Regions from separate parts of the Mus musculus genome. Here all the other regions are linked to region 3. A link is a contact called in public HiChIP or PLAC-seq and Micro-C data. All regions are on one chromosome and are shown on one strand. The core of a region is the stretch at or near the end of the contact, and the rest is flanking DNA. Distances in the headings are between cores, read along the strand shown. Region 1 has its middle 29 kb from the start of Klf11. Region 2 overlaps Grhl1 (grainyhead like transcription factor 1). Region 3 holds the start of Rrm2 (ribonucleotide reductase M2).

The links. Hi-C and Micro-C count contacts between places; a contact is called where the count stands out from the background. HiChIP or PLAC-seq counts read pairs in DNA pulled down with a chosen protein or histone mark.
Region 1: a contact with region 3 is called in an H3K27ac HiChIP or PLAC-seq map of trophoblast stem cells, with 13 read pairs. The contact joins the enhancer-like site here to the promoter of Rrm2 in region 3. A contact is called at or near these places in 4 of 39 promoter capture datasets (hippocampal neurons, liver and macrophages), 3 of 15 datasets of contacts at CTCF or cohesin (CD8 T cells, the G1E-ER4 cell line and large pre-B cells), 37 of 484 Hi-C or Micro-C datasets (the AML12 cell line, B cells, the CH12 cell line and 20 more), 9 of 115 datasets of contacts at active chromatin or transcription factors (bone marrow-derived dendritic cells, differentiating embryonic stem cells, embryonic stem cells and 4 more) and 3 of 9 other capture datasets (adipose tissue, embryonic stem cells and pancreatic islet).
Region 2: a contact with region 3 is called in a Micro-C map of the G1E-ER4 cell line, with 2.8 times the contacts expected there. The contact joins the enhancer-like site here to the promoter of Rrm2 in region 3. A contact is called at or near these places in 18 of 39 promoter capture datasets (the 3T3-L1 cell line, 3T3-L1-derived adipocytes, the C10 cell line and 12 more), 11 of 15 datasets of contacts at CTCF or cohesin (CD8 T cells, the G1E-ER4 cell line, the NIH/3T3 cell line and 5 more), 236 of 484 Hi-C or Micro-C datasets (the 3T3-L1 cell line, 3T3-L1-derived adipocytes, 8-cell embryo and 120 more), 37 of 115 datasets of contacts at active chromatin or transcription factors (the 230-238 cell line, the NIH/3T3 cell line, the SCID.adh cell line and 19 more) and 5 of 9 other capture datasets (adipose tissue, embryonic stem cells, embryonic tail and 2 more).

The regions. Positions count from the first base shown.
Region 1 is chr12:24,620,868-24,623,822 of GRCm38.p6, forward strand. No RefSeq gene overlaps it. Among named protein-coding and RNA genes, the nearest start is that of Klf11, 29 kb to the right of the region's middle. Within about 2 kb of position 1,669, at least 11 of the 459 cell types and tissues checked have an H3K27ac peak or open chromatin away from gene starts, as enhancers often do. A contact at or near this core is called in pancreatic islet and trophoblast stem cells, where this site is marked.
Region 2 is chr12:24,602,680-24,605,870 of GRCm38.p6, forward strand. Grhl1 (grainyhead like transcription factor 1) reads left to right here. Exons shown (of 16, transcript NM_001161406.1): 9 at 229-387. Among named protein-coding and RNA genes, the nearest start is that of Grhl1, 32 kb to the left of the region's middle. Within about 2 kb of position 1,497, at least 5 of the 459 cell types and tissues checked have an H3K27ac peak or open chromatin away from gene starts, as enhancers often do. A contact at or near this core is called in the G1E-ER4 cell line, the MNK3 cell line and the SCID.adh cell line, where this site is marked.
Region 3 is chr12:24,706,991-24,709,855 of GRCm38.p6, forward strand. It overlaps Rrm2 (ribonucleotide reductase M2), which reads left to right and starts at 1,264. Exons shown (of 10, transcript NM_009104.2): 1 at 1,264-1,455; 2 at 1,570-1,644; 3 at 1,949-2,095; 4 at 2,335-2,451. The coding sequence starts at 1,357.

The DNA.
Region 1 (2,955 bases), core at 419-2,918, 86 kb before region 3:
GGGCGTTGCCCTTATGTGACTGATGGCCACAGAATTATGGAGAGCTGAGGCCTCGTGTCAGGAGCCTGGTGTCTAAGAGTGTGGCAAACGCCTTCTGTCCCTTGCCGAGTTATCTGCTGGGTCTCCAGGGTTTAAACCTAGCTCAACCAGAAAATAGGCTGCCTTTCACAGTCCCACAGTATATAGCTCAGTCCAAGCAAATACAGAACACATAGAAGGTAGTTTATATATAAATGGCAGCTACTACCTATAACCAGTCACAAACTGAGGACTGTGATAGACATAATTCCTCATCGTTATAAATAAAACTATGCATAGATCCACATCTGATGAAAATCTCTGGTTTTTTCTCCTTGCTTACTCCCATACTATGTGGCATGTAAGATGTAGTGACTTGTATTGGTATTTGAGAATCGCACGTTGACAGCATAGTATTTTAAGGTATGAATTATTAAGAGAGTACACATAGCTCAAAGATGTCACCTTCTCCTGGGAGAGGGGATTAGGCTGTCTTTGGCTGTGAGAGAAGAGGCGTGTCTTGTTTGGAGATGAAGTGTGGCCTAAGGTGATGAGTGTGGTTACTAAACTGGCAAAGGGTGGGCAGAGGCTAAGATTTCCCAGGGATCTGGCAAAACATCACGTCCAGCAGCCTCTGACATTTCTAGAAGAGATGAGCATTGGGGATATGGAGGCAGACTCGTGTCCCAGGACTTGGGAGGGGAAGACAAGAGGGTCAACAGTTCAAGGTCGCCCTTGGTATGTGGTGAGTTCAAGGCCAGTCTAGGCTACGAGTGGCCTTAACTAAAATACAATGAGAGAGTCACATCCCACATAGTAGTGTTTGAATCAGTGGACCAATATGGGCTTGCACTATCCAGCCCTCTGGAATCAGAGGTAGATTAGTAAAGGAAGGATAGATCCACTCTCTCTTCTTGGGCTGGTGTATCTGCCTCTCTTCCTGCCCTCGGTTATCCCTGCTCTGGGTTCTCAGGCCTTCAAACCCAGACCAACACTGACACCATTGCTCTGCCTTTTCCACCTCCCCAAACCCAGACTGAGACCAAATTAGCCGCGCCCCCCCCCCCCCGGTCTCCAGTAAGCAAACGAACTTCTCTGGATAATTTTGTGGTCCCCACCCTTTACATGTATCTGTATGCATTAAAGAGACAATGGGAGATAACTATATATGGTTATATAGAGATGAACAGGACTGTCCTCTGTAGAGAGAATATCTTATGTATTGTGTGGATGCATCGCCTGTAGAACAGTAGGTGAGACATTCTGGAGGCAAAGAGAATTCTGGGATAGTGCCAGGCACAGGAGTCATCTGGGAGGATGTGATGGATGCATGGTACCTGAGCACAGGTAACCAGCCACGTGGCAGAATGTAGGTTAAAATAAGTGGGTCATTTTAGTTACGATTCTAGTCAGAAAAGAGCCTAACAATACTAAGGTATTTGTAAATATGTTTTGAGTCTGAGTATTATTTCCGGAAGCATGGGTCTACGGGAAGAACCAGAATTAACTTCTACAGTCCTCTGTGTAGAAAGAATCTCTTATAAGCATCAGCTGTCAATAAAAAAGCCTATGGCCAATGAACTGAGACAAGGAAATAGGAGGTGGGACACTGGCAAGAAGAGAGGATTGTGGGAAATAGTAAGAGAAGAAAGGGAGATTCTAGAGACATGCTGAGGAAGCTGCGGGTTAGAACAAAGAAGAGGTGACTAACCGTGTGGAAGACAGACTAGTTCGAAGGGGTTAAATACATTATGAGCTAGTCAGGAAATGAGCCAAAGTTTATGGCTTAGCTACTTAATAATAAAGAGTTAGTCTCAGAGTTGTCATTCTGGGATCAGGGTGTGAAAAAGGAAAAACAGATTTTTGTTTTGTTTTGTTTTGTTTTTTACACCTCTGCAACAGGCAACAAACGATCACCCAGCTGGGCTTACTATTTCCCTTCAGTGATGGGTAGGGAAGTCACAGGACCCTCATCTGACTACCTGCCCCATATCATATGGCCTCAGGGAGGAGCTAGAGCATACATTTAGGGGAAGGGACTCAGAGGGGGCTTCGTCTGTGCAGCTGTGGAAAAGCCATCTTTATCCCTGCCTGGATGAAGACCTTCAAGTGTGGCGTCCTGTGGAAGAAGCACCCTCACTCCTGTAAGTTGTCCCTCGCCGATGCTCTGTAAGGAAGCCCAATAAACTCAAGTGAACTTTGGTGGACTCAAACCTTGCTCTCTGTGACTGGTGGCCTTAGGAGGGAGGGTAGCCATTGTTTGTATCTTCCCTGTGGTCCCCCCTGTGGAATGAGATTTTAGTGATGGGATTGTCTACACATGTGTAGCTTGTCTACCTATCAACTGACCTGTTACTGGTATCTATCATCTGTCTATCAAATCTCTCCTCGATCTATCAGTTCAATAGCTCCGGCTCATTCTGTTTCCCTGGAAGTTACAGAGATCTCATGTTCAGTTGAACAACCCACCCGCCTACTTCCTAGCCGAGACTGTGTAGGGGTGGCCCTGTGCGCAAGGCAAATGCTGCACGTGCTTAGCCTACCTGGGGCTTGGCTCTGCTGTCCGGATAGAAGCCCTGTTCTCCACAGCCCTCGTGTGGCTGTCTGGAGCCTCAGGACCCCTCTTTTCTGTAGTTTCCCACCCCAACAGGTTGTATTCTTCTCTAGCCTCACTCCCTCCCTCCACGTCTGTGTTACACCAGGAAGAAAATAGACTTCTTGCTCTGTCAGTGCAGATGGAGTACATGGTGTACCCAGCAGTCTGCGCTGATGCTGTTACCGGGGACCAGCACGGCGCACTTCATCTGCATGGCTGCTAATGAGAAGGCTAAGCAAACATCCTGCAGGCCATGACTCCAGAGGACAGCGGTGCTCTTGGGACCAGCAGTCTCTATCCAGGAAGTCTCCAGGGGGAGAGAGAGAGAAGCCTGCGCCTAT
Region 2 (3,191 bases), core at 247-2,746, 100 kb before region 3:
TTGTCCACTGTCCTGGCTGATACCCAAGAGCCACCCTGAGAGTAAACAGAGCTTGCATGCTCCTTCTCCTGCTGCACACCTGTACTCACTGCTCTCTAGAAGAGTCCTTCGCTGCCTCTAAATGGCGGCTTTCAGGAGAGTCTCAAGTGTCTGTCATGTCAGCATTTGCAAGGCCGGGCCTGGCCAGCTGCTGGAGTTGCCCCTCACGGAGCCTTCTCTTCTTCACAGGTCTTCATCTCTGTGAACTGCTTGAGCACAGATTTCTCTTCTCAGAAGGGTGTGAAGGGCTTGCCACTCAACATTCAAATCGACACATACAGCTATAACAACCGCAGCAACAAGCCGGTTCACCGGGCCTACTGCCAGATAAAGGTCTTCTGCGACAAGGTGAGAGAGCAGCGGGCTCAGGGAAGAGCACGTGAGGTGGGCTCATCCTTGCACAGAGAGCAGCTAACCTCTCGTGGGTGCTTACTGTCTTACCCTTGTGGGAAGAGCAGCACTGTAGAAGGAACGGGAAACACTGAACTAAAAACAACTGAGAAGGTTCTTTTTGGTGGTTGTGTCTGGTAAAGTAAAGGATGTGGCCCCGGTCCTGGGCCCAGATCAAGAACTACTGTATTGATCACCCTCCACCTGACTCTCTGCCCTGAAGGCTCTTTGGCAGGCCATCTCCCAAATTTCTATGTTGCAGCTCCTTCTTCCTGGGAAACACACTTTTGCCAGGTGCAGAGCCAAGGTTTCCCTGTCAAGTCCTGGAGACTCTGGTAGGGCTGTTGTATCTGACCACTGGAGGGCGCCTGGAACCTTCCAGGTCAGAGAGCTTTCTCAACAGCCTGTCAGATTGAATACATCTGCAGGCCAGGGTCTCCACCTGTTACAGATTTTCACAATTTTTTAAATGAGTTTTTTTAAAAGATGTATTTACTTATTTTTATGTATATGAGTACACTGTAGCTGTACAGATGGTTGTGAGCCTTCATGTGGTTGCGGGAATTGAATTTAGGACCTCTGCTCATCCTGGTCGGCCCTGTTCTCTCCGGTCAACCCCACTTGCTCCGGCCCAAAGATGTATTTATTATTATTAATAAGTACACTGTAGCTGCTTCAGACACACCAAAAGAGGGAGTCAGATCTCATTACGGATGGTTGTGAGCCACCATGTGGTTGCTGGGACTTGAACTCAGGACCTTCGGAAGAGCAGTCAGTGCTCTTAACCACTGAGCTATCTCCCAGCCCAAATTTTCACAAATTCAGTGGTTTAAAGCTCAGAGTCACTGGGCCAACATTGAAGTTGTGTGCAGCATTCCTTTCAAGACTGTCTTCTCTGCATCTTTAGACCGCCTCTGATTGTTCCACCTCCTGGTCCCTTGTAATCACCTCCAGCCTTCCCTCCCCCTTGCCATGTAACCTGCCCCTTCTCCAGCCCCAGGATCAGGTGTGGGGATTACTGGAACCCAGGTGCTTCCTGTGGCCCGCACTTGGAAACCGTGAGTCACAACTTGTGGGCACCGGTACCTCTGACCTAGGCCAGTCTCTTCCCATCTGACCACATTCCTCTGGAGCCCAAGAAACCCTGACGATCCAGGCATGTGGCACCAGCTCCTGAAAGGCCAAGAGAATCAGGAGATGGAGGCCTGCCTGGGCTATACACAGAGACCTGTCTCAAAGCCAAAGCAGAAACACCATAGAAGGAGCTATCAGAACGTCTGTGCTCTTTTTATAACACTAGAGAAATTGCAGCTTTATTCAAACATTTTCCCCACATGTGATGTTTCGGTTACATCTTTCCTGACTAATAATGTCCCTGCGCACCCTTGAGAATCCGGGCCCTCATTTTCTGAGTACCCTGAAGGCTTTTCATAAGCCCTGGGCTCTTTGCTGCCCACCTGCATCCCTGACTCTGGTTGGCCGGCTTGCCACGCTCTGCCTTTCGGGCACCTTCTCCTGGCTCTCACGACTCACTTTGTGAGGCTGGTCTCAACTTGTAGTCAGAAACCTGAGGTAAGGCACTTTGGAGTCTCCTTTGGTGTACCTACAGTATTCTTCTTTCCAAAGGAAGTTGCTCTTTGTTGTCTCTTTGTCATGAGCTGCTTAACTGCTAATGCCATTTGATAAATGACAGCGTTTCCTCTTTCAGGAGCGGTAGCCCCTCAGCACATTCTTAGAGAAAATGAGGGCAGCGTTTGAATTTCTAAAGTTGGAGCTTGGGTGGCTGCTTTTCCAGAAGCTTGTATGTCTCCCTGGCCCATTCCTTGCCACTTGTCGTTCATGCCCATTATACAGGCAAGACTGACCTTGAACTCCAGGGCCTCCTGTCTGTTTCCCTGAGCTTAATTAAGACCTCTGCTGCCATCTCATTCACTCCCCACAGAAGTCAGTCTCCCTGAGGGTCACAGTCCTCTTAGCCCTGACAGGCTGCGGGGCCTTTAGGCTAATGTTTGGGGACAAGCCCCGCTGTGACTGAGCACATTCCCAGTAGGTGATGGTGAGAGAGAGAGATCCGAAGAGCTTATGGTCAGATGTCCCCCGCACTGTTCCAGCACTTTCTTTAACATCGTGCAGTATCTGTGAACTAGGACTGAATCCTTCAGCTTTTCTGCATGCGAGGTGTCTCACCTTAGGCTCCTGTGCTGGTGTAAGGTCCGGCGGTCCGTTCACGGATGCTGCACGGACTTGGAGCTGGTACTGCTGACGAGGCTGCAGCCACCCAGGTCTCTTCTGTGCGTAAGATCTCCCTGTCTGTAACTCTTTCCAAGGTTTTTCTCTTCCACTGCTGCTAAGAGTTGAATCTGAGGAGGCTCCACGTTCTTGAGTTCTCTGAGCGTTTATGTGTTTATGGCTGTCATTGGGTTTGGAACATGTCTGCCTGTTGTTTCTTCAGACATGCCTACTCCTTCCCCTTGGGTTCTCCAGTTGTACCCGTGATGCTTTGAGTTTCACCCATGGCCTATCGTTATTGTTGTGGTTTGATTTTTTCTTACCTCATTTCAGGTAGTTTCTTCCATTGTCCTGGGTTTACTGACCTGTGGCCGTCCACTGGTGAGCTGAGCTCCGTCCATTGGTGCTTGCATCTCTGACATGGCAGTTTCCATCCCTAAAAGTTGAGGCTGGACCCTTTTTAGGTCATGTCTCTACTTAGCAAGCAAAGGGTTTGTTTTTGCTGTTGGTAGTGATGCTGCTGTCGTCAGTTG
Region 3 (2,865 bases), core at 14-2,513:
CAGGGGAACCTAGGCGGGGCTGCCCACTAAGCTCAGCCTGCTTGGCGGGAGGAAGAGGCGTTTGGAGGAGGTTGTGAGCAGGGAGAAGAGAATGGCGGCGACCTTCTCCTTCCCTCAGTGGTCGAGTGTTATTTTAGTAGCCAGACCTCATTTGTACTGAGTACACCAGGAGCTAGAGGAGCCAAAGGCAAACCCCTCGGATAACGGAGGAATGGAATGTGAATTAGAAATTATATGTTAAAAAAAAGAACTGACAATTTTGCTAGAGGTGATTTAAAATATTTATCGATATGGCCCAGTTAGCTTAGCATGGAAGAAGTCCTGGGTTTTGTCCCCAGCATCAATAAATTGTGCAGCGGTGGATGCCGCCTGCTTTAACTTTGAGCTGCCACATGGTGTTCAGAGATTTTTTACAGCATCTACAGTGAGAGAACTTAGGACACAAGCAGAGGGGAGCCTCCCCTCGTCCTCTTTTAAAATATTTGACCTGGGAGAGTCAGTGGAGCCTTCCCAGGTTCCACGTTTTTCCCCGGGATCTCAGTGTCCCATCTCAGCGCTTTATCTCTGGTATCTTGGACCCCGTAGGGCAAATCAGAAAGATGGAAACTTGAGTTCTTGTCTCCACCCTCACCACAGGAATTTGCAGATTCGTCTTTAGACTACTGGACGCCCAGAGTCGTAAAATGAATGTATGACTCGTCACCATCCTGTGAGCTTCCTGGAATTTGTAATCGTCTGGCAGCTTTTAAACTAATTGGGACAGAGGGGACAGGGGTCTGACAGGAGGGGCAGGGTAGAAAAGGAACCCAAGGCTGCATCCGTACCCCTTCATGAGTTTGAAGACAGCTTTTTAGGGAACCCTAGTTTGAGGACCCCCTTAATCCCACAAGGCCGGTGCGATTGCTCGGGACCCCGAATCTCTTTAAGAAACCAGGGTCCCCCGCACCCCTCTACTTGGGACATGAAGACAGTCAAGGCGACGTGTCCCAGAGGCCAGCAGCGTCACTCCACCCTTGGCACCAACCTCAGCGGCAACGCCCGCCCGGCGACCCCCTGCGCGCTCAATCCCCAAGGCTCTCGCAATCCTAACCGGTTCCGGCCCCGCGAGCGCCCGCGCACCCGGCCGGCGCAGGCTCCTTAAAGGTCTTTGTGCGGAAGGCCTGCGGCGCAACTCAAATCTCCCGCGCTGGGCGGCGAGCGGGGTCAGCGGCGTCCAATGGGAGGCGAGGCCACGCCCCCTCGGAGCGCGCGGTTGGGTGGCTCTTTAAAGGGCGCGGGCGCTGGCAGTCGGCGGTGCACCGGATTCCAGCTGTTTTCGCCTGCTCCTCGCCGTCTCCGCCGCTGCCCTCGTTCGCCATGCTCTCCGTCCGCACCCCGCTCGCCACCATCGCTGACCAGCAGCAGCTGCAGTTGTCGCCGCTGAAGCGACTCACCCTGGCTGACAAGGAGAACACGGTGAGGGCGGCCCAGGTGCCGGCTGGGTTGGATGTGCACTGGCAGGTCGTGGGTTCCCGGACCCGGGAGGGTGGAGGGTGCCTACCGCCATTCACCACGCGTGTCCCCCTACAGCCCCCGACTCTCAGCAGCACCCGCGTCCTGGCCAGCAAAGCTGCGAGGAGAATCTTCCAGGACTCCGCCGAGCTGGTGAGTGGCCCGTGTGGGGCTGAGGTGGGTCGCTTAGGCTCCCAGTAGAGGGCGCCCGCTCGTTGGCGCTAAATCTGCATTGTCCCAGCTGAATTATTTGACTCTTCTTTCCCGCCAAAGTGTCTCCTCAGAATGTCCTACTCGGGTCGGCCTATGGTAATAGTAGAGTGCAGCGTGACAGCTAAGCACACGAGATTACCAATCGTTGAAAGTACTCGATCTGATGAGACACTGGCTAGCAGTTTCCTGCGGTTCGGTTGGCATTTGGGGGTTGGTTCACTTGGCACTCTCTCTCATCCAACAGGAAAGTAAAGCGCCTACTAACCCCAGCGTTGAGGATGAGCCGTTACTGAGAGAAAACCCCCGCCGCTTCGTTGTCTTTCCCATCGAGTACCATGATATCTGGCAGATGTACAAGAAAGCCGAGGCCTCCTTTTGGACTGCCGAGGAGGTAATCGTTCAGGACTTGCTGTGTGTCAGAAGGCTCCCGCATGGCCGTCACAACTTTTTGCCCTTGGGAATGGTAGCTCACTGAGATATTGGGTGTTCCCTGAAACAAAGGGAATAATGGATGTGAAGAATTCGGTAATGAGATGGTTTGGGGGACTTCAGTTTTAAAGTGTGTGTGTATGAGAGAGAGAAAGAGAGAGAGACCTACAGACCTGCTAATCGTGAACTTCTAAACTTCAGGTGGACCTTTCCAAGGATATTCAGCACTGGGAAGCTCTGAAACCCGATGAGAGACATTTTATATCTCACGTTCTGGCTTTCTTTGCAGCGAGTGATGGCATAGTCAATGAGAACTTGGTGAGTTGGCATGAAATACCCATAATTCACTTAGATCCAGAACTGGTTCCTGGCTCTCTATCTTTTGCCCTGAAGCGGGGCTGGAGGGATAGATGACTGACTCCAGTCTCCGCTCTGGTTAACACACTTCCTGCTTGGGCGGAAGACCCAGGTTCTGTTATGAGTTACCCCTGTTGGACTGCTTCCCATCTGCTGGTGAGCTCCTCTCACCAAGGCAACTCTGACCTTGGGCACTTGCCTATACATGCACGGACCCATTCCCAGGCAAGCACAAGCAAAACAAACTTTTTAAGAGCTATGAATGTTATGTTAACGTTCATCATGTTAGTCTTTCCCTCTGCTAAGGAGCAGTAGTGAGTTTTTCTCTTTGTACCTACATGCTTAACTTTTTGTGGATTTCTATAAGACTTTGGT